Linked DNA regions of Mus musculus: regions 1, 2, 3, 4, 5 and 6 are each linked to region 7. A link is a contact called in public Hi-C, HiCAR-type and HiChIP or PLAC-seq data. All regions are on one chromosome and are shown on one strand. Each heading gives the region's core, a stretch centred on a gene start, on an enhancer-like site or on the middle of the called end of the contact. The rest is flanking DNA. Distances are from core to core; before and after follow the strand shown.

The links. Hi-C and Micro-C count contacts between places; a contact is called where the count stands out from the background. HiCAR-type assays count read pairs that join an accessible place to other places. HiChIP or PLAC-seq counts read pairs in DNA pulled down with a chosen protein or histone mark.
Region 1: a contact with region 7 is called in a HiCAR-type map of astrocytes, with 7 times the contacts expected there. The contact joins the enhancer-like site here to the promoter of Mn1 in region 7. A contact is called at or near these places in 6 of 39 promoter capture datasets (the 3T3-L1 cell line, embryonic stem cells, frontonasal cranial neural crest and 2 more), 2 of 15 datasets of contacts at CTCF or cohesin (large pre-B cells and stem cell-derived epiblast-like cells), 23 of 484 Hi-C or Micro-C datasets (B cells, the CH12 cell line, astrocytes and 14 more), 19 of 115 datasets of contacts at active chromatin or transcription factors (the NIH/3T3 cell line, SST interneurons, T-cell acute lymphoblastic leukemia and 15 more) and 1 of 9 other capture datasets (embryonic stem cells).
Region 2: an H3K4me3 HiChIP or PLAC-seq map of embryonic basal ganglia shows a contact between it and region 7, with 6 times the contacts expected there. The contact joins the enhancer-like site here to the promoter of Mn1 in region 7. A contact is called at or near these places in 3 of 39 promoter capture datasets (the 3T3-L1 cell line, the HPC-7 cell line and hippocampal neurons), 2 of 484 Hi-C or Micro-C datasets (cortical neurons and uterus), 14 of 115 datasets of contacts at active chromatin or transcription factors (SST interneurons, VIP interneurons, craniofacial prominence and 9 more) and 2 of 9 other capture datasets (embryonic stem cells and embryonic trunk).
Region 3: a contact with region 7 is called in an H3K4me3 HiChIP or PLAC-seq map of embryonic forebrain, with 10 times the contacts expected there. The contact joins the enhancer-like site here to the promoter of Mn1 in region 7. A contact is called at or near these places in 3 of 39 promoter capture datasets (the C10 cell line, embryonic stem cells and second pharyngeal arch cranial neural crest), 2 of 15 datasets of contacts at CTCF or cohesin (large pre-B cells and stem cell-derived epiblast-like cells), 14 of 115 datasets of contacts at active chromatin or transcription factors (the NIH/3T3 cell line, SST interneurons, T-cell acute lymphoblastic leukemia and 11 more) and 1 of 9 other capture datasets (embryonic stem cells).
Region 4: a Hi-C map of cortical neurons shows a contact between it and region 7. The contact joins the enhancer-like site here to the promoter of Mn1 in region 7. A contact is called at or near these places in 4 of 39 promoter capture datasets (the 3T3-L1 cell line, hippocampal neurons and liver), 8 of 484 Hi-C or Micro-C datasets (cerebellar granule neurons, cerebral cortex, cortical neurons and 3 more), 13 of 115 datasets of contacts at active chromatin or transcription factors (SST interneurons, T-cell acute lymphoblastic leukemia, VIP interneurons and 10 more) and 1 of 9 other capture datasets (embryonic stem cells).
Region 5: an H3K4me3 HiChIP or PLAC-seq map of forebrain shows a contact between it and region 7, with 5 times the contacts expected there. The contact joins the promoter of Miat here to the promoter of Mn1 in region 7. A contact is called at or near these places in 4 of 39 promoter capture datasets (the 3T3-L1 cell line, hippocampal neurons and liver), 3 of 15 datasets of contacts at CTCF or cohesin (the NIH/3T3 cell line, embryonic stem cells and large pre-B cells), 22 of 484 Hi-C or Micro-C datasets (the AML12 cell line, LSK cells, adipose-derived mesenchymal stem cells and 10 more), 19 of 115 datasets of contacts at active chromatin or transcription factors (the NIH/3T3 cell line, T-cell acute lymphoblastic leukemia, craniofacial prominence and 12 more) and 3 of 9 other capture datasets (embryonic stem cells, embryonic tail and embryonic trunk).
Region 6: a contact with region 7 is called in an H3K4me3 HiChIP or PLAC-seq map of embryonic forebrain, with 9 times the contacts expected there. The contact joins the enhancer-like site here to the promoter of Mn1 in region 7. A contact is called at or near these places in 3 of 39 promoter capture datasets (the 3T3-L1 cell line, hippocampal neurons and second pharyngeal arch cranial neural crest), 4 of 484 Hi-C or Micro-C datasets (cortical neurons and uterus), 13 of 115 datasets of contacts at active chromatin or transcription factors (the NIH/3T3 cell line, craniofacial prominence, embryonic basal ganglia and 8 more) and 1 of 9 other capture datasets (embryonic stem cells).

What each region holds. Positions count from the first base shown.
Region 1 is chr5:112,132,590-112,135,289 of GRCm38.p6, forward strand. No RefSeq gene overlaps it. Among named protein-coding and RNA genes, the nearest start is that of Gm30032, 13 kb to the left of the region's middle. Within about 2 kb of position 1,297, at least 54 of the 459 cell types and tissues checked have an H3K27ac peak or open chromatin away from gene starts, as enhancers often do. A contact at or near this core is called in astrocytes, cerebellum, cerebral cortex and 7 more, where this site is marked.
Region 2 is chr5:112,048,973-112,051,672 of GRCm38.p6, forward strand. No RefSeq gene overlaps it. Among named protein-coding and RNA genes, the nearest start is that of Gm30032, 71 kb to the right of the region's middle. Within about 2 kb of position 1,284, at least 20 of the 459 cell types and tissues checked have an H3K27ac peak or open chromatin away from gene starts, as enhancers often do. A contact at or near this core is called in SST interneurons, cortical neurons and embryonic basal ganglia, where this site is marked.
Region 3 is chr5:112,108,942-112,111,641 of GRCm38.p6, forward strand. It overlaps Gm30032 (a long non-coding RNA gene), which reads right to left. Exons shown (of 4, transcript XR_880589.2): 3 at 2,602-2,695. Among named protein-coding and RNA genes, the nearest start is that of Gm30032, 11 kb to the right of the region's middle. Within about 2 kb of position 1,435, at least 29 of the 459 cell types and tissues checked have an H3K27ac peak or open chromatin away from gene starts, as enhancers often do. A contact at or near this core is called in VIP interneurons, embryonic basal ganglia, embryonic forebrain and 1 more, where this site is marked.
Region 4 is chr5:112,092,732-112,095,431 of GRCm38.p6, forward strand. No RefSeq gene overlaps it. Among named protein-coding and RNA genes, the nearest start is that of Gm30032, 27 kb to the right of the region's middle. Within about 2 kb of position 1,315, at least 17 of the 459 cell types and tissues checked have an H3K27ac peak or open chromatin away from gene starts, as enhancers often do. A contact at or near this core is called in cortical neurons, where this site is marked.
Region 5 is chr5:112,227,624-112,230,323 of GRCm38.p6, forward strand. Miat (myocardial infarction associated transcript (non-protein coding)) reads right to left here and starts at 1,325. Exons shown (of 7, transcript NR_033657.1): 1 at 986-1,325; 2 at 678-733; 3 at 432-591.
Region 6 is chr5:112,028,838-112,031,537 of GRCm38.p6, forward strand. No RefSeq gene overlaps it. Among named protein-coding and RNA genes, the nearest start is that of Gm36794, 84 kb to the left of the region's middle. Within about 2 kb of position 1,329, at least 20 of the 459 cell types and tissues checked have an H3K27ac peak or open chromatin away from gene starts, as enhancers often do. A contact at or near this core is called in cortical neurons, embryonic basal ganglia, embryonic forebrain and 1 more, where this site is marked.
Region 7 is chr5:111,416,031-111,418,730 of GRCm38.p6, forward strand. Mn1 (meningioma 1) reads left to right here and starts at 1,270. Exons shown (of 3, transcript NM_001081235.2): 1 at 1,270-1,633; 2 at 1,789-2,700. The coding sequence starts at 2,136.

The DNA.
Region 1 (2,700 bases), core at 47-2,546, 720 kb after region 7:
GCCATGGGTGCTATAAAGACAGTTTTAGAAAAGTCGATTACAAAAAAAAAAAAGAAAACTTGATTACACCCACATGTCTGGGGACAGAAGGGAGGTGGCAGCATGAGCCCCAGCATGCCCAGTCTGGGCAGGAGGGCTGTTTCACTGACTGTATTCCTGGCATACAGGGAGGCCCAGAGCCACTAACTTCAATGTAGGCCCAGCACCCCACAGGACCACTCTGCACTCAAGGCTGCCTCTCTCCAGCCTACCTTGAGGCACAGTCTCTGTGAACTCCACTTCCTCATGGGAATCAATATAGGAATCATGAAGATGCCAGGGAACAAAACCCTTCACTCAAGGCCTGGCACACTGCCTGTGCCCAGCCATGGGTCAGTCTGCTGGGGACAAATCAGCCTGGGCTGTGAGCCCAGCTCCATGGTTTTCAGTTACTTAGCAACTTGGGGCAGGTGCCTGTCCCCCTTCCAACCTCAGTTTACCCCTTGTATTCTCCAAATACTCCCTCAGCCCATTGGTGTGGTATTCTATTCTGGGCCCTGGGCGGTTCCTCTCCTAACATTCCAGGCATTGCTGCTACTGTGTGACATATACACATACACACACATGCATGTGTACATACATATAACACATGTGCGTATGTGTAGACACATTACCAAAAAAAGACGATTACATACTTATAACACATGTGCATGTGTACATGCACATACACACACAAACATGTGTACACACACACAAACGTGTACACCAATAGGCACCCATACACACATGCATGTATACATACAGACACACAAACACACATGCACATAGCATGCGTACACATACAAGCACATGCATGTATACACACATACATACATATGTTCATACATACACACACATGCATGTATACATGCATACACACATGCATCCCTCTTCTGAGCCTCCCCTGTCACATTCTCCATCATAGGCCCATCCACAAACCCTTTTCAGTGTCCCCCGGGGACCGGCAGGTGGGAAATGTCATTTTGGATCCATTACTAGACCTCTAAGGCACTTGGGAACAATCAATTGCAAATTCAACTTCCATCTGAGAAGGAGGGGTCGGAGCACAGTCACCAAGGAGCCCTGGGCCTGTGCCCCAAGATGCAGGGTACAGCAGCCCCGGGGGCAGGACGGGGGCAGGTGCCACCACGCCATGTCTTTGGGTTTCCCTGCCTTGGCTGGTTTGAATAATTCATCGATGTTGAGTCTCCTGGGCACCACTGTGCTTGGTGAAAGCACGCCAGCCGCCGCTTGCCTGTTAAGAGGGCCCCCGCCTGCTGCCTTTTTCTGTTAATCAGGATTAATGAGTCAGTGAAGAAGCACACGGACCCTGGGCACAGACACTGGCAGCCAGCTCTCCGGGCACAGCAGGCCTCAGAAACAGCTCCCGCCTGGATGTCCTCGGGCAGTCTTCAGTGGCAGCCATCAGCCTGTGGATAACAAGCCCTCACCCAGCCTGCCAGACCCTAGGCCTCTCTGCTGGGCCCCTAGAGCTCTAGGGACAGGAAAGGAAGAGAGAGGGCCCCAGTGAATTGAGCTTGGCCCTGTGCCCTGGCAGCACGGATGGATAGGAGGGCAGGCTCTGCATCACACACAGTAGGGCCATGGAGACCCTCCCAGCCCTGAGCTGGTAAAGATTCTAAGATGCCAGCTTCCCATAAAAGACGGCTATGGAGACGCCAGAGCCCTCCCCTGTGCCTGGCTCCTTGACAGCTGTCACTCACGCAGAGTACAGGGTACAATGTCCTCTGCGTGTCGCTTGCTGACATGCCTTCCTTTCCAATCCCCTGCCTTGAAATGTTCAAACAAATGGACTCAGGTTACGCCACCAGTGTGTTAAGCGGCCTTGGGCAAGTAACTTAACGTCTCTGGGCCCCCATTACCTACCCAGGAAATGGAGGAAAGTTTGTTTTAAGTATTACTGAGCCAGATTTGGTGGCATAAACCTATGGTCATAGTCCTCAGGAGGCTGAGAAAGAAGAGGAGAATCACCAGCCAGCAGTTTGCTGAGTGCGGCCCAAGGCCAGCGTCTTTCCCAGTCGACAATGTCAAACACAGCTCCGCATGGCTCGTGCTGTCTGCTGCACCACCACTGTGTATGCCAGCGTGGTGGTGTGCAGAGCGGGGCCATGACACCTGGTGCTGGCTAACTGTGCCCTGTCACAGAGAGAGACCTATAGGGGAAGGGAACCAGGGTGTGGCAGATAGCAATACCACATCTATCAAATCCACCCTCAGAGCAAAGGCATGGAGCAAGGGTTTGATTTCCCATTTAAAGTCTGTAGTTGTTAGCTGTTTGTACTGTATCTTACCAAAGTGTCCTTCTGCACTGGATTGGAAATGTTTTACATGCCTACCAGTCCCTTAGCATAGCTAGCTTTGTCTGTGTGTATGGGGCAGGGTGTGTTGTGGATAAACTGGTGTGCACTGGAACCCAGGCACACAAACCCACTGGACTTTGGTTACAATGTTCTCTCTGACTCAAGGGCTGAGCTGGGACCTCAGAGTCTGTATTCACACATGGGCTGAGGTTGGCCCACATTCCATTGCCTGCCCTGCCTTGGTCTAACACAGCTCTACCACAAGAAAGTCTGCCTCCCAATTAACCCTGGGCAACGGAGACACCAGAGCCTCTAGACACATAGTTCGAACCCACACCCAAGCCAGAGGAAGGCTTAAGAG
Region 2 (2,700 bases), core at 34-2,533, 630 kb after region 7:
CTAACTCATGGTCTTGTGGAGTTTCTCAGGATCAAGGAAGTCATAAACCCAGGCACCGGGCTTTAATGATGAGGAGTCAGTGAAAACGTATTGCTCTCAAACACAACTTTTGAGTATCGCCCTTTCTCTGCCCTCCCAGCTCTGTTTCTCTTGCCCCACCCCTGTGTGTGTTTCTCTTCCTCTCTCCCTCTCTTCCCTTCCCTGTTTCTTGCTCCTTCTCCCCTACCCTCTCTCCTCTTCCTCCCTCTCTCCTCTTCTTTCCTCTCTCCTTTCCCCCTCTACTCCCTCTCTCCTCCCCCCTCTCTCCTCTTCCTGCCAAGGGGACCAAGAGATAAGCAGTGTTCTACAGAGGCACAGTCCCCAAACACCCAGGGAGTGTCTGCACCTGCGGGTTCCAGTCCGGGAGGCACTGGAGTCTGCTGGAGGCAGAAAGCAAGGATGAATATGGATCAGAGCTTTCTGCCATAGCATGGTGGGAGGAGGTCTAGATCTGCAAGTAGATAGCGGGCTGCCTATTTGGTAGCTTCAGTGAACTTTAGGTAGGGGCAGTCCTGGGTTACCCACTGCCCATCTGTGCTAGCTACTTTTATGTCAACTTGAGACAAACCTAGACTAATCTGGAAAATGGGAATCATAACTGAGAACTTTCTCCATAGGACTGGCCTGTGGGCAAGGATATAGGGTATTTTCTTGATCGATGATTGATGTGGGAGGGAGGGAGCAGCCCTCTGTAGATTACGCCATCCCTGGGTAGGGAATCCTGGGTGGTATAAGAAAGCATGAGCAAGCCATGGGGAGCATGCCAATAAGCAGCATTCTTCTATGGTGTCACTTCATCTCCTGCCTCCAGGGTCCAGCCTTGAGTCCCTGCTGACTTACCTCAGTGATGAACCATGATGCAGAAAAGTGTAAGGTAAAATAAGCCCTTCCCCTTCACAAGTTGCTTTTAGCCACCATGTTTCAGCACAGCAACAGAAACCCCAGCTAAGTAAGTAAGGCTCAGGATGACTCAGCGCAGGCTGACTCCCGGTTGAGGACAAGGCCCCCCAGGTGGTAGAATCCTGGTAAAGTGAGCAGGTGGGTGGGGTCGTGCTGGGATCCAGCTGGTTTGCCCCTGTCTGTAGAAACCAGCTGATCTGGAAAGAGCAGTCTATCCCCAGGCCCAACAGTCCCCAAGATGCCAAAACACAGAAAATAAAATTACGGTTTAAAAACCCTAGTGAATACTTCCCAGTTCCCTGTCTCCGTTCCTCTTTCCTCCGCCCATTCTGATTCTCTCCTGCCTCTCAGAGACTTGCAAAGAGATCTTAATCACGTGCACTCAAGCGGTTATAAAAGAGCTGAGAAAGATGCCCGGGAAGGGTGGAAGAACATCAAGAGCCACCAGGGAAGGAGAACCCCACTGATGGGCGACTAGATGCAGTTTCTGTCCACCAACGAGAAGCCCCATCCCTGCAGATCTGTGTACAGCATCCCTCCCCTGCTCTGGTACTGGTATCTGCCCGATCCCCAGACCTTCCACCGTCCCATGGGTTGGCTGTTTTACCCAGACCTAGAATTACCCAAATCCCCTTAAATACATGGTTGCAAATGAGGACGGTGGGGTGTGGGGGGGAGGGCAATAATTGTGACAGTAACTCACAGGGCCAGGCCTGACACGTCTCTAATTGCCTGCTAAAATTGTCGCTGTCTCCTAAAGTGCAAATTATCACCCGAAATGACAAGAGTAATGAATGAGGGGACTCTGATGTAATGCAACAATTAGCCCTCAAAGACACTGTCTAATGCGGAGAGGCAGGGCTCCCACTCCTCGTTATTAAGTGCCTGATAATTATTTAATTATCTATCTGCCAGCATGATTACTTGGTTTATTTAGCTGCAGATGTGGGCAGGAGCGTTAGGGTTTAAGGTCAGAGGAAGCCACCCCAACGCCGGCCACCACCTAGGCAGCTTGGGTGTTAGGGGCTACTCCTTGTCTGACACCCCTAAATGGCTCTGGCAGCCTGAACGCAGGGTCAGAAAATTGTTCCTTCTTCATACCCGGCTCTGACTCAGAGGCTGGGGCCCTGGAAGACCAGCGCTGAGGAGCTCGGTGTTCCTCATTGTAGGCAGGAGGACATGACTATCCCCACCAACCTGACTGGTGCTTCCCCCAAGCTGGGCACAGGGCCAAGTCTCACAGCAGAGTAAGCTCATGTCATCATCTTCATGTAAGGAGACAGTGAAAGCTGGAGAGGAGAGCAGGAGAGAGAGAGAGAGAGAGAGAGAGAGAGAGAGAGAGAGAGAGAGAGAGAGAGAGAGAGAGAGACTCTCGACCAAAGTCCCAGGGTAAGTGGAAGGTTGAGTGATCTAGGGTCCTCTCACTATCCCAGAACCACTTGGCCAACAAGAGGGCATCGACACATGGGTGGGTCCAGGCTTATGCTTGGCAGAGCATGGGTGAGGACTGGAGAGGGTCAGTACCCCCTCTTTCATATCACAAAATTAATGATGGGCAAAGAAGGAAGGGACCTGACCCATCTGCCCATTGGAGGGTGCTCCAGGAGGAGACACTGTGGGCTGTTCGAGGGGCTGGACACCAGCAAAGGTGCCTAGGAATTATAAAGGTTCAGCCCTCCGGTCATCTGTTTCCTCATCTGTGAAGACAGACATCTTGTCAGGGATGGGGGATGCTGGAGACTGGAGCAACAGGAAGACTAA
Region 3 (2,700 bases), core at 185-2,684, 690 kb after region 7:
TATGACTCTCTATCTAGGATCGGCTCCTAGCCTAAGACCGGTTATCAACTCACAGACACACAAAAATTCCTTTTGCTATAGAAAGGAACGTGTGCACAAAGTACTCAGGTATGAGGCATGGTCACCTCTGGGGAAGGTGGAGGTGACATTATCTAGGCCACAGCACCCACTCAGACTTGAGCAGCTGAGGCAGGAACAGCAGCTGGAGCCACACTGTGCCCTGGAACCCACCCCTGACTGGATGGCTTCCATGGCCAATAATACCGATGCTAGCCAGCCTGCCATGTGACAGGGACGTCATCACTCCTGTGTCCCAGCCAACAGTCTGATGACCTCAAATATCAAGCCTTCCCGATTGCCCGTTCCTGAGGGCAGGAGAACCCAACCCATCTGCGTCTTGATGAAGGAGTCATTGGGGTTCATAGGGTTCATAGCAATCCAAAAGCTTAACTGAGTCCCCAGACAACCACCAGGATGGTGACAGAAGAATCGTTCACTACACACATCTCACAAGACATCACTGAAACCTCAAAAAGCTCACACCAGTCGATATTCATTGCACCCAAACTACAGATGAGGAAACCGAGACTCGGTGAGTAGACATCACTGGCAGATTCTGATATCCACGCCAAGTCTCTGACACCAAAGGCTCTCCATCTCCCCAGCCCATCCTCAATTGGTCTACTCTGCTTTCCCTTCTGAGTTCCTACCACACATCCACGCCCACCTGCCACCCAGCCACCTGGCCATCACTGGTAGAGCCAGGATGGGCTGCTGAGTCAGGCTCTGCCTCTGTGTGTGACCTTAGGCAAGTCCATTCACCTCTCTGATTCTTCCTCAGTAGATAGGGAGTGTGAGCAGATCTGCTGAACACAGCTGGGAAGAGCAGGGAATCCTGGGATACCAGATGTTAGCATTTCTTCTAGGCTCCACCCCACAGTTACCTGGCAACAGCCAGGTGTGCTGGCCTCAGTATAAAAGGGGCTGCCTGCCCCCTCCTCAGCCTCTTACTCCCTTACTCCCATTCCCCTCCCCTCCCTTCTCTCTCCATGTTCACGGCCAGCCTCTACTACTCTCCCTCTCCCCCTTCCCTGACCCTTTCTCTCTACCTTTCTCTGTCTCTACTACCCCCTCAACTTCCCTCTCTGTGCCCTAAACTCTAATTCTATACTATGGTACCTCAGGGGAGAGGTGCACACCCACAGAGGCACCCACTTCCCCTGCACCATACCATGCCTCTACCAAACGTATCCCTGGGTTGCCTTTCTTTTTTATAAAACCCAACACCAGAGTCCCCAGGTCTACCCTGGGCCACTCTATGACCCCTCAAGTCTCCTGTCTGCAGCCCTCACTCTTCTGCCTCCCAGCTGATGAATCCAGAACCAGGTCTCATCTATCTGCAGTCCAGTTGTGTTAGGACTAATCTCGCCCCTTGTGGCGAACGGGGCCTCGCCCCAGGCATCACAGCAAACACATCCAGTGCCAGGAGGGTTTGATCATGGGAGAATGATGTCATTTGTCAGCGATGTCCGTCCGTGGTCCACGGCCCGATGCATTTGCATTCGGAGCTGGAAGCAGAAAGACCGGGTAAGATGCAGAGGAGGAAAGGGGGTCTGCCTCTGAGTGACTGGCATGAATTATTTCGACCTAACTTACTAATTAAGACCCTCATTAGCAGCCCAAATTTGTGATAGATAGGCAGAGGACCTGGCACAATGGTTTAATTTAATGATTCCTTGCATTTACTTTGTTAATCATCTTTAGTCTGATTTAATTTATGCCGATGTGACTGTCCTCATTTCTAATTAAGGCACTGATGGTGGGGACACCCGCCATCGCAGAAGAATTTCAATCAAGTCGCGCACAAAAGCAGATACCAGTGCTTACGACCTCCGAGATGGCAATTTGCAAAACCGGCTGCTTGTTGTTTTATTTCTGCCTGAAAGGTTGGGGAGGGTCTGGTCTTTGCCTGGGGCAGATGGTTCTCGCTAACCACAAACCTTTATAACCATCGATTTTTTTTTAAGGCTCTGAAGAAGAAAACAAACAAACAAACAAACAAACAAAACCTTAGCACTTAAGTAAACCTTTCCAGGATTTACACACAAGGGAGCAGGGTCCAGAGAGGTTGAGGGGCTGGCCCAAGGTCACACAGTAAGTTAGCAAGCTTGGGAGGAGATCGTTTTAGAAACACTCTCACATCACCCTCCAAACCCCATGACCACCCACTTGGCAGACACAGCCTGATGCCCACCCAACAAACACACACACACACACACACACACACACACACACACACACACATACCTGACAGCTGCTAAGAGCCTATGGCCTGCCTGGTACTGACTTTCAACTCCCTGTGAATTCTAAGCAGTCCATGGTCTGAGTGTACACCTGATGCATGGGGCTTTCTCATATCCATAAACCATCCACACAGGGCAGTGAAGGACCAGACCCCACCCTGCCAGTCAGGGACATGGGCTCCAGCAGCAGAAGGCTGCCTAAATTCTCACAGCCAAGAAGCGAAGTTTGAACCCAGTCCACATGACTCCAGAGCCCACCCTCACGGGTCACCACTGCATGTCGGCAGCGTTGACATACCTGCTATGGCCAGTGGGTACCAGACTCAGTGAGGTACCTCACCTGATAACCACACTTCCATCCCATCCTGTGCTGAAGGCTCCCAGTCCCAGCCCTGGA
Region 4 (2,700 bases), core at 65-2,564, 680 kb after region 7:
TCTGATCTTGCAAATTGATCTCTGGGAACACTGAAGAAGGGTCTGCTCCTGGGGTACTAGGCACCCAAAGCCAGTATAACCAAAGATCCTCCCTGTGCTGTGTGAGCCTCTCTCTAGTCAACTCCCTCTATGCAATGAGCTAGTTATCCAACTAGTTACAGCTCAGGGTTCCTATCTCCACTTGAAGTGACATTGGGAGATGTTGGGATGGATTCTGACATATGAATGTTCAGCCTCCACCACCGTCCATGCCCATCTGTGACACCTCTCAGGATCGAGGAAGAATGGAGAGACCCTGGTTGATCCTGGTTCCCTCATGCCCTGTATCCTCTCTCTCCTACAGCCCCAGCAGTATCACTCTGAGGTCAAAGGTACTTCCTGGTGTCACCTTACATCTGAGATGGCCTGGAACCTGGCCAGAGAATAGGGAGGAAGCCTTGCCCCTCTTAGAGGAGGTGGGATGATTTCATCCAGAAGCAAACTAGTAGGACACAGGCAACATCACACCAAATACAATAGAATCAGGACAATTCCTACCACTGTGACGGCTCACACATGAGGTTCATATCTAAGAATGTGGTCACTGAGCCTGGGCTCCCATCTGATCCAAAGGTCAAGGGCAGTCATCCCACCATCTGGTAGAGACCAAGGCCCACTGGTCAAACACCTTTGGTTACACAATGAGCTAACAGTGCCCCACGGTGCACCAGCCACAGAAACGGAAAAGGTATAGGGTGGGTGTCCAGAGCCATCAGTAGGAGGTAGCATGAGCCAGATGGGCACTGGGCTGGGATCTGGAAGAAGGGTGGAAAGGCTACAGAACAGATGAGGACTGACAGAGAAAAGAGGGAGCTATTTCCTGTGTGGTCACGTGTAAGTAATCTGACTCAGTTTCTTTACAAGTATGAAGAGAGCATTGACATCGGTGAGCATGCCGTTGTTACCAAGCCAATAATTCAAAGTATGGGAACTTGGCCTGGAACACAGTAAGTGCTCAATAAACACACAACATTTGTAGGTGGTTTTTAACGATGGCAGAGACAGCCTTGGAAGGCTGCTTGCTGGCTGACAGCACTCACGTTCCCAGGTGCAGAAACGGACCCTTAGGGGAGAACCGAGCTTCAAACAAGATCCAAGCTCTGTGTGCTTAAGGGTTCCTGGAGATGGCAGTCCCACCCAAGTTCAGCGAGCCGAGATCTGTGAGTAGAAAGGCAGTCAGCCTGCGCATCATCCTGGCACGCCACCGCAACCCTCCCAAGTTTGCTTCTCCATCCGTCTTTGCAAGTGTGCTTTCCGCTCGTGTGAATGAAACCCACTAAGTGGCATAGTGGCTGCTCTAATTATAGGCTCCTCAGCCTGAGCCAAGAGGAAGTCAGTTAATGTACACTTGAGTGGATTTCAAATCAGATTTTGTGAGTCCCCAGCAGGAGGAAAGTGGGCCAAATTCTCCTCCAAAACAGCGTAGCGGGAAGAGCTGGCACCCAGAGACTTCCCGGCTCCTGGCTGCTGGAGCAGGTGCCACGGCTTCCCAGGCTGCACACAGCAACCCCGACTGTACCTTTCCCCTGGCCCAGGCCTTTTCCAGGAGCTGGGAAGATGGAGGGAGGGGAAAGCCATTGGAGATTGTAGGCGATCCCCTGGAAACTCCAACAGCTGTTGTTGAGCCTGGCCCAGCCTCCTCCTACTCCCTTGGGTTTCTCTGGGTTATACCAGCGATTCCTAAAAGGATCCTCTGAGTAAGGGACCACAATGCTGATCCTACAAACACTCAATATGTGTCCTCCGTTTATTCTGTTGCATTGTAAAGATGGGAAAAGATACGAGTATACCCCTGGCTCCAACCGGAAACAAGCCATTCTCAGGTACCCTTGTTCTCCAGTGGGCAGGGACAAGCCAGTCCAATGTTGGGTATTCAGGAACTTCCTGGAGAGGAGGCACTTGCTCAACATGCCTTGCTTGGGCTTCTTTCTCATACAACCTGGGACCATCTACCCAGAGGCAGCACCATCCCCAGCGAGATGAATCCCCATATATCCATCATTAATCAAGAAAACGCCATATAGACACGCCCACAGGCCAATCTGATGGAGGCATTTTCTCAACAGAGGTTCCTCTTCCTGGATAAGTTTGTGTCAAGTTGACAAAAAAAAAAAAATCAGCATAGAAAGAAGAGGAGAGGGGAGAGGAGGGGAAAGAAAGGGAGGGAAGGGCAGGGGAGGGGAGAAGAGAGGAGAGGAGGGAACGGAGGGAAGGGTTGGAAATTCGCAGTCTTTGGTGGAACCAAAATGACCAAAATAAAGACTTGTGAGTTTTTTTAATCACCACCACCATCATCATCATAAAGTGTGTTTACATGGCTGCACACGTGACAGAGGACATCTCTGTGGAGTGAGTTCTCATCTCCACAGAGGCTCTGAGACTCAAGCTTCAGCCACCAGGCTTCAAGGCAGTGTCTTTACTTGCTGAGCCATCTCACTGGCCCCGGACACATGGTTTTAAACATTGTGGGAATTCAGTCAGAGCTCGGCCTAGAACACTCACGATAATCGTTCTATAGCACCGGAGACAGTTCAGGAAGTTCTCTGTTTTATGGCTCCTCTCAGTAACCGTGGCTACAATCACACAGAAATAATGAATCCAATCTCTAACGGTCCAAGCCTTCCACACACTGAAAACCAGCTGGGAAATGGGCCCGTGCCT
Region 5 (2,700 bases), core at 75-2,574, 810 kb after region 7:
GATCCCTTAGCCCCTCCCTGCAGCAGGTGGGGGCGTTTTCCTGGCGCGACTCCTCTCCGCAGTGGGGTGTGAGCGCCAGCGATCCCCGACGCCTGGAGGCCTGTGCTCGGGAGACTGGGACGAGAGTGGGGAGGCAGGGGTCCCCGGAATCCCTCTGTCCAAGAAATAATCTCGTTCGCGTCCTAGATGAAAGAGGTCTAGACCTTTCCCTCTCAAACCCCCAGCTTCTGCAGAGAGTAGTGTCTCAGAGCCCAGGAGGGTTGAGAAACCGAGCTAGTGAGTTCTAGGGTCACCCCCACACCGTTTTAGAGATGCCATGTGGGCTTCAGAGTCCGTCGTGTCAAACTCAAAAATCTTTGGCTGAGTGACCTTGGACAGGCCGCTAAACCTCTCTGGACCTCCTTTTTCTCGTCTTTAAAATGGGTTCTTACCACCTCGCAGGACTGTTGTGCCAAAGCAGTGACTCCCCAAGGATATGCAAACAGCATCCAGAGCGACGTCGCGATGAGAGTGCAGAGATGCCCTGGGTTTGAGGCTGCGCTGGACGCCCCAGGTCTGGGATAAGGCCCATAAGTGGAGGAATGGTAAGGGCTGGGCGTGTGGAGGAAGGGAGTCAGAGAAACCACCCGCTACCCCACCCTCCATGCCTGGGCGCAGTCCCTATCCCAGAGAGTTACCTGCTAACCTTGTGGGTTGGTGTTGTACCGGAGTCCCCACGCCCATGTGCATCTAGCTGTGGGGGAAGGGAAGGGTCTTTGTTCCCCCTCAGACCGTGACTACCAGACCCTGAGCATCCTCTGTGTTTCCATCCCCATGGTCCATCCACTGGACCCTCACATCTGGTCATTGCGGGTTTGGAGCCCCGTCACCCACTCAGCGCGGGCCACCATTGCCCTGGGACTGTGGGACACCCCACCCCCACCCCGTTGCCCTCCCGAGGATCAGGTGCGCACGGCGGGGAGTGAGAATGGCGACCCCGGCTTACCTCGGCTCCTCCTCGCTCCTGCGGCTGGAGTGCAAAGGGCTCTTTGTGCCCAGCTCTTAACAGAACTGGGGGAGTCCTCCCAAGCGCCTCCCCTCGCAAACTCCTCCCCGCTCTGGTCCGCAGCCTCCCTCCCTACGGCCCCCCAGCGCAACCGGCGTCGTCTTCGCGTTTACTGCAGCGCCCATGAAATTTTAATGCAGGAGCGGCTGGCGGGCGGAGTTGCCGCACCCGGCCTCGGGCGTGGGGGTGGGGTGGGGCACACGAACAAGCACCCATCTTGCGGACCAGGACTCAAGCAAAGAGATGTGGGGTGCACATCTCTCCCGCGCCTCACAAAGGGGCTACTGCGAGCCTCAGCCTCAGCATCCCCCCCCTGCGGCGCTGCCATAGCAACGCTGGCCAGTGGAGAGGCGCGCGACGGTCGGAGGCGCGATCGCGGACCTGGCGCCTAAGCGAGAAGCACTGCCTAGAATCCCAGAAGAGGACCCGGTATCCGTGCTTGGCTCTCAGGGCCGGGGCGTGGTTGCCGAGGAACTCTGTTAGGAAGAGTCCTGGTCAGGGCGGCGGCAAGATTCGAACCCAAGTCTGTGGCAGAGGTCTCTAATTTTGGCATCTGCTCTGCCTGCACTCCTTGGCACCATCACGAGCTTTACAGGGATGCTAAAGAGTCGCTAAAAACCTTGGTTCTGTGATGCTCCAGACCAGCGCCATCCACACCTTTGAGACCATGATGTAATTGTCATCTTCTAAGCCCCAATATAGTGCCGCTGGATCAAAACTTGTGAAATGGGACCACCAGTGCCTCTTCCAGTTGAGGAACCCCTGTGCTAGAACATTCCACCTACTAGTCCTCAGCTTAAATTTCAGCTCGGATCACGCCCTTGACCAGATGTGGCCGTATGGGCATGGGTGTTTCCCCAAACTGGTTCTCTATTCTCTTCCAGTCAGCGGGTTAAGTAGGGGAGAGGCACCCAGCATAAGATGGCCCTTGGGCCCCAAGCTGTTCTCTTCAATAAGCTAGCTCACCTTTTGGGATTTTGTTTGTTTTGTTTTGTTTGTTTGTTAAACTTTTTTTTTTCTTTTTTCCCCCTTCCCTTTCTCCCTCTTGCTCTGGCTCGGCTCCTTCCGGCCCCTGCTCTTTCCAGCCCATAGGTTTTTTTTTTTTTTTATTTGTTTCTCATTACAGATGGTTGTGAGCCACCATGTGGTCGCTGGGATTTGAACTCAGGACCTCTGGAAGACCAGTCAGTGCTCTTAACCACTGAGCCATCTCACAAACCCACCTTTCATTTCTTTTTTTTTTTAAATAAATTAAAACACTTATTTAGTATGATTGGGTGGGCACGCCGTCCACAGTGGGCCTCAGAGGACAACAGAATGGGCTCTCTCACCTCCCACCATGTAAATCCAGGGGGTGGAACTCAGTTGAGGTCAAGCTTGCCAGCATGAGATCTCCCTGGCATGCCCTCACTGCTCACATACAGAGGTGGGGAGGAGGAGGAGGGGGGAGAGGAGGGGACGGGGAGGGCTGCACACAGCCTCCGTGAGGGACCCATGTGAGATTTGAACTCATGCTTCCAGGTTCTGTCATCTTCACATCCTTCTCTCGATGATTCACATGTCCAATGTGCCAGCTGGAGGCCAACAACACAGGATAACTGGGAGCACCAACACTGCCTCGGATACTTCCCTGTCAGGGATGCTCCTCTCACACA
Region 6 (2,700 bases), core at 79-2,578, 610 kb after region 7:
TCTTCCTCTGTGCCTTCCTACTTCCTTCCCAGTAACTTGAGGACTTCGTACAGACACATGGGCTGCAGTGTGAGCAGCTGATATATGAAGACACCATGAACACAGAAGAGCCGGGTGTCCACATGTACAGGATGGGGCTAGACCCACCCCTACTTCTCACTGGCTCAAGTCAGTCCTGAGACAGAAAAACAGCTAGAAAAAATTATCAGGATGGGGGTGCAGACCATGGGGCAGGGGGTGGGGAATATGACGTCAGGCACCCGCAGTAAGTGGGAAATTATGCTAAGAATTGTCTGCATGGCGACACAGTCGCAATGGGAGAAACGGGCCTCAGCATTGCAGAGATTGCTGATTGGCTCGCCTCTGCCTTCTCAGATCCCCAGGACTCAACGGAGTCAAGAACTAAGCAGCTCTGTGGCAAGCCCATGGCCCCAGCCCTAAAAACCTCACCACCACTTTATTCTTAGCAAACCCACCAGTTTCCAAGTTCCCATATCAGGTAGGAGCCAACTGTGCTGTCTCAGGTGACTTGTGCAACTACTTTGAACCTTGACTTTCTCTCTTGGAGCTATTAGGAATTCCTGTGAGGTTCATGGCAAGGAAGCTGCCCTGCCACTGTGCAGGTCCTACCTGTAAGAGCCTTCATTATCATCAGCCTGTCCTGTGACCACTGACCTGAGTCCCTGACTCTCTTCTCCAAAAGACCAAGAAATGTCTATTAACAGAAGGCAGGAAAACAGGCAGGCACAGATAAAGAAGTAAATTGGATCCCTCCCTACAAGCCATGTGACAATATCAGCAAGGCACAAACAATACTCAGCCTAGCAGGCATGCCTCTATCCCAGAAGCCTCTGGGCCACGAGCCTGAGACAGGCAAAGCCACATAGCATCATCCAACATCACCTGCTTTGCCAAACAGGGCACCAGGGTCTGGAGGCAGGAGACAACTCAAATGGGAAGAAGCAGAGACAGGATTTGAACTACAATCTCTCTATAGATTTTACCCGATGCCTCTTGTGCAGAAACCAGCTGTACATACCAGCTATAGTAGGTGCTTAGGAAACCTGCCCTCTCCACACCCCTCCTTCTGCTCTTTCCCCATCTTTCAGCACAGGGACTAGCAGATCTTCCCACGAATCCAGAAGAGACTGCTAAAATATCACTAACCCCCATCCGTCTCTCAGGGCCTGCCTGTATCCTCGAGTCCCTGATACATCTCCTGCCTTCCCTGAAAGGCTTGGGAATCCAGGAAAAGCAGGGACCACTCCTGGCAACGGGCCTCCTGCCCGTCCCGTGGTTGCCATGGCAACAGTGCCAGCATCCATCTTCTTCAAGTCCCTCTTCCCGGCTCTGCATCCCTCCCTCTCCTGTCACGTCAGATGAAGGACAGGGGCTGAGACCTAGCCACGGAACTGCGGAGGAGCAGAAGGAGAGGACGGCTATAGACAGAGCCATGTCAGGCTCAGACAGGGCTGGAGGAGGTTCTGGGTCCCCACCAGTCTGGGAAACTTCATTCCTTTCAGTGTCTTCTTGGACACACAATGCACATCAAACACTGTGCTGAGGGTTTTTGCATCCACTGCCCTACTTCAAATTCAGCATAAATGGAGGGTCTTCCTATGGGAGGCTTGCTTTTCTCTTCTTCCTTCAGCCCACTCTAGCTGGCCAGGCCCACACTACACCTCTTGCATCTCAACAAATCTTACACTGTTTGAAAAACTGTCCTCCCCCAAGCACTCCCCTTCTCTGTTTTTTGTTTTGCTTTCTTTTGTTCTTGTTTTTCAAGACAAGAAAGACCTCACAATACAGCTCTGGCTGGCCTTGAACTTGGAGATCTGTCTACCTCTGCTTCCCAAAAGCTAGGATTAAAGGTGTAGCCACCACCACTGACCTAGATTTGTTTACTTTTAATTGTCTCTGTGTGAGTCAGTGCACATGTAGACATGAGCACAGATCTCCCGGAAGAGGGCATCAGATCCCTTGGAGCTGGAGTTACAGGCAGTTGTGAGCCACCTAATATGGGGAGGGAGAGAGTTGGGAGTTGAACCCAGATCCCCTGCAAGAGCAGGGAGCATTCCTCACTGCTGAGCTGTCTGCAGAAATGGCCCCACCTGTCTAACTGCAAATCCCAAGTCTTCCAGTGGCACCAGGAGGCTTCTAAGATTGATCTGATGCAAAGAAATGAGGTTGTGCCGGGCAGTGGTAGCACACACTTTTAATCCCAGCACTTGGGAGGCAGAGGCAGGTGGGTTTCTGAGTTGGAGGCCAGCCTGGTCTACAGAGTGAGTTTCAGAACAGCCAGGACTACACAGAGAAACCCTGTCTTGGGAAAACAAACAAACAAACAAACAAACAAACATTTAAAAAGGAATGTAGGTTGTGCATAACAGTGTGATTGTGAAGTTGAGAGGTATATGCAAGGGCGGAGGCTTCATACTATCAAGGAACAGACAGCTTGGTCTGTGGCCTCTGGGTGCCCCTTAACCTCTGTTAACAGGTCAAGAATGCAGGCACGGACCCAGGAGGACCAACCACACTGATGGTAACTTCCCAAGGAGACGTGAGCCTGCCACACCAGGAAGCTCCCAACTGGCAGGACATTTACAGATCACCTTTTCAACCCACCCCACAGATTGGAAAACAAAACCCAGATCAGGGCAGGAACAAGTCCCAGGTGATGTGATGAAGCATGAGGCAGGA
Region 7 (2,700 bases), core at 20-2,519:
TATACACCGTGCTTAATTTTATTTAGATTTAATAGCGATATCGGGGGCACTTCAACGAAAGTTTTTTTTTTTTCTTTTCCCCTCTTCTTTTAAGAATCCTGGCTTGCCAGCAAAATTGTCTCGCTTTATTTCATGACAAGGAAAATTAAAAGCCTTTCCGCCCCTCCTCCCCTACTTACACTTTGAGAGGAAAACTCGCACACGCATGCTGGCGCTTGGGTGCGCGCGCGTCCACAGAATAAACACCTCCACCTCCTATCACCTCCAACTTCTAACTTTTAATTGCAAGATAGATTTCAGCCTCTACTCCGTGAGGAGTAGAAAGATCTAAACAATTTTAAGTAAGATTATTGGGATAAATATTCCATATGAAATAGGGTAGGTATTAAATCACTCTTATTGATTTTAGTATCACAATCCAATTCCGTTCTTTGACCTCTTCAGTTTAATTGATCTTTTAAGGAGGCCAACTTCGCGCCCTTCAGGGCCTGGGCCTGCCTGCTTGTGGCCGCAGCAAGGTGTCGCCCCCACCCCCGCCCCCACCCCGTGCGCCCTTTGCGCGTCGCTCTCCTCAGGGTTTCGCATTGTCTCGCCTCGTCGCTCCCGCGCCGGGCTCACCCGAAGTGGCTCCACAAAGCGGCCGAGGGTGCGTGGCTTCTTCCCGGTGGAGCCAGCGGCAGAGAACCGGAAGCCGCGGACGGTGGGAGACTAGGGAAGGAGCGAGCCAGTCTCTGGTCGCAGAGACAACCTTACTTCGTGTTTCCCCTCGGCGATCACCTCGTGAACTTGCCAGGGCCGGCTCCCTGGGGCGCTGCCCCGGGCTGCAGCACAGGCGACACTTAGCGACTTTCCCTGGCGCGTCCGGGGACTCTGCCAGGCTACCCCATTGTCTGTGCGCCCCGCACAGCTCACCGCCCACCTCCCCGCCCCCTGCCCACCCCGCAGGTCGCGCTGGCTCCGGTTGGGGGTGGGGAGTTGAGAACAGCGTGAATGGGAAGGGGGCGGACAAAGCCTGGCTCCCGCCGTCGTCCTAGGCTCGCGCCCTCCCCAGCCGGGGGCACCTGGGGCGCACCCCCAACGCCGTAGCGCCGGACCCGGAGTAGCGCGGGTTGGTGGCCGGGCCTGCGCAGCCGGGACCCGGGACCACCTTAAGAGCGAGCCCCGCCCCCGAGCCCGCTCGGGCGGCGCTGATTGGTGCAGAGGTAATGGCTGGAATGGATTGCTGAAACGCAAAACTTGTTGCTGCTTCTCCCGGCGCCGGCGAGAGGCAGACGCGGAGCGGAATCCCGGACCTCGCAGCGCCTCGCCCGCCCCGCGCGCCCTGCTCGCCCGCGCGGCCCATTCCCGGGTCCGAGGGGACCCGTGGAGTGCGGAGGCGGGAACCACAGCTTCGGAACCGCCGGCCCCACGCCTCCCCTCCCGCGCGCGGCCCGAGACTCCCGCGAACTCGCGCGGCGACCGGCGATCGAGCCCGAGCCGCGGAGCCGCGGAGCCGCGCGTCTCCCGCAGCCTGCGTTCCCGCTCCGGCGCCCGCGTCTACTGCTGTGAATCCAGCACCGGCGATGAGGAGCGGAGCAGCCCGTCTTCCGAGCCGCTGAGGCTTTCGCCGCCGATCGCCCGCGGCCGACCGGAGGTGCGGGAGCCGGTGCGGCCCGGGAGCGGGGACTCGGGGCAGGGGAAGGACCAAGGGGCTCCGCTACGGCCCCAGCCGCCGCGCCGCGGACTCCAGAGGTGATCATTCTGCTCTTCCGTCCCCTTCCCTCCCCCCTATCTAACTTTTTGTCTCAGCTCGTCGGCCTCCAGGTCTCCTCTCCGCATACCCACCCGCGACCGTGCCATCGACCCGGGGCATGGGCCCCCCGACAAGGCTCCAGGAGGCGCCGCGGCCTCGCAAGACGTGAGAGGCCCGCTTGGGTCGATTTCGAGGTTCCGAAGAGCAGCGGAGAGAGCTCCTAGCCAGCGCCCGCGCGCTGGGCCGGGCGGCAGTGAGCGCTGCGCCCCGCGGTGCAGAACGTCCCGGAGCGCCGGAACCTCGGCTGAGGCGAGTACCTGGCCGGAGGCGCGCGGCGGAGCAGGCTGTCATGCCCTATTGATCCCCTCCCGCCCCCCCCCCGCCCCCCCCGCCCCCGCCAAGTATGTTTGGGCTGGACCAATTCGAGCCCCAGATCAACAGCCGGCACGCTGGTCAGGGCGAGGGGAACTTTAACGAAGCCGGACTGAGCATGAACGCCCACTTTAAGGCTCCTGCCTTCCACGCCGGGCCTCCTACTGGCCCCGTGGACCCTGCAATAAGCGCTCTGGGCGAACCCCCGATCTTGGGCTTGAACATGGAGCCCTACGGCTTTCATGCGCGCAGCCACTCCGAGCTGCACGCAGGGGGGCTGCAGGCGCAGCCTGTGCATGGCTTCTTCGGCGGTCAGCAGCCTCACCACAGCCATCCCGGAGGCCATCACCCGCACCAGCATCACCCCCACTTTGGGGGCAACTTCGGTGGTCCGGATCCAGGTGCCTCATGTCTGCACGGGGGCCGGCTGCTTGGCTACGGAGGTGCAGCGGGCGGCCTGGGCAGCCAGCCTCCCTTCGCAGAGAGTTATGAGCACATGGCGGAGAGCCAGGGGCCGGAGGGCTTCGGCCCGCAGCGGCCAGGAAACCTCCCGGACTTCCATAGTTCGGGCACCTCGGGCCACGCCGTGCCTGCCC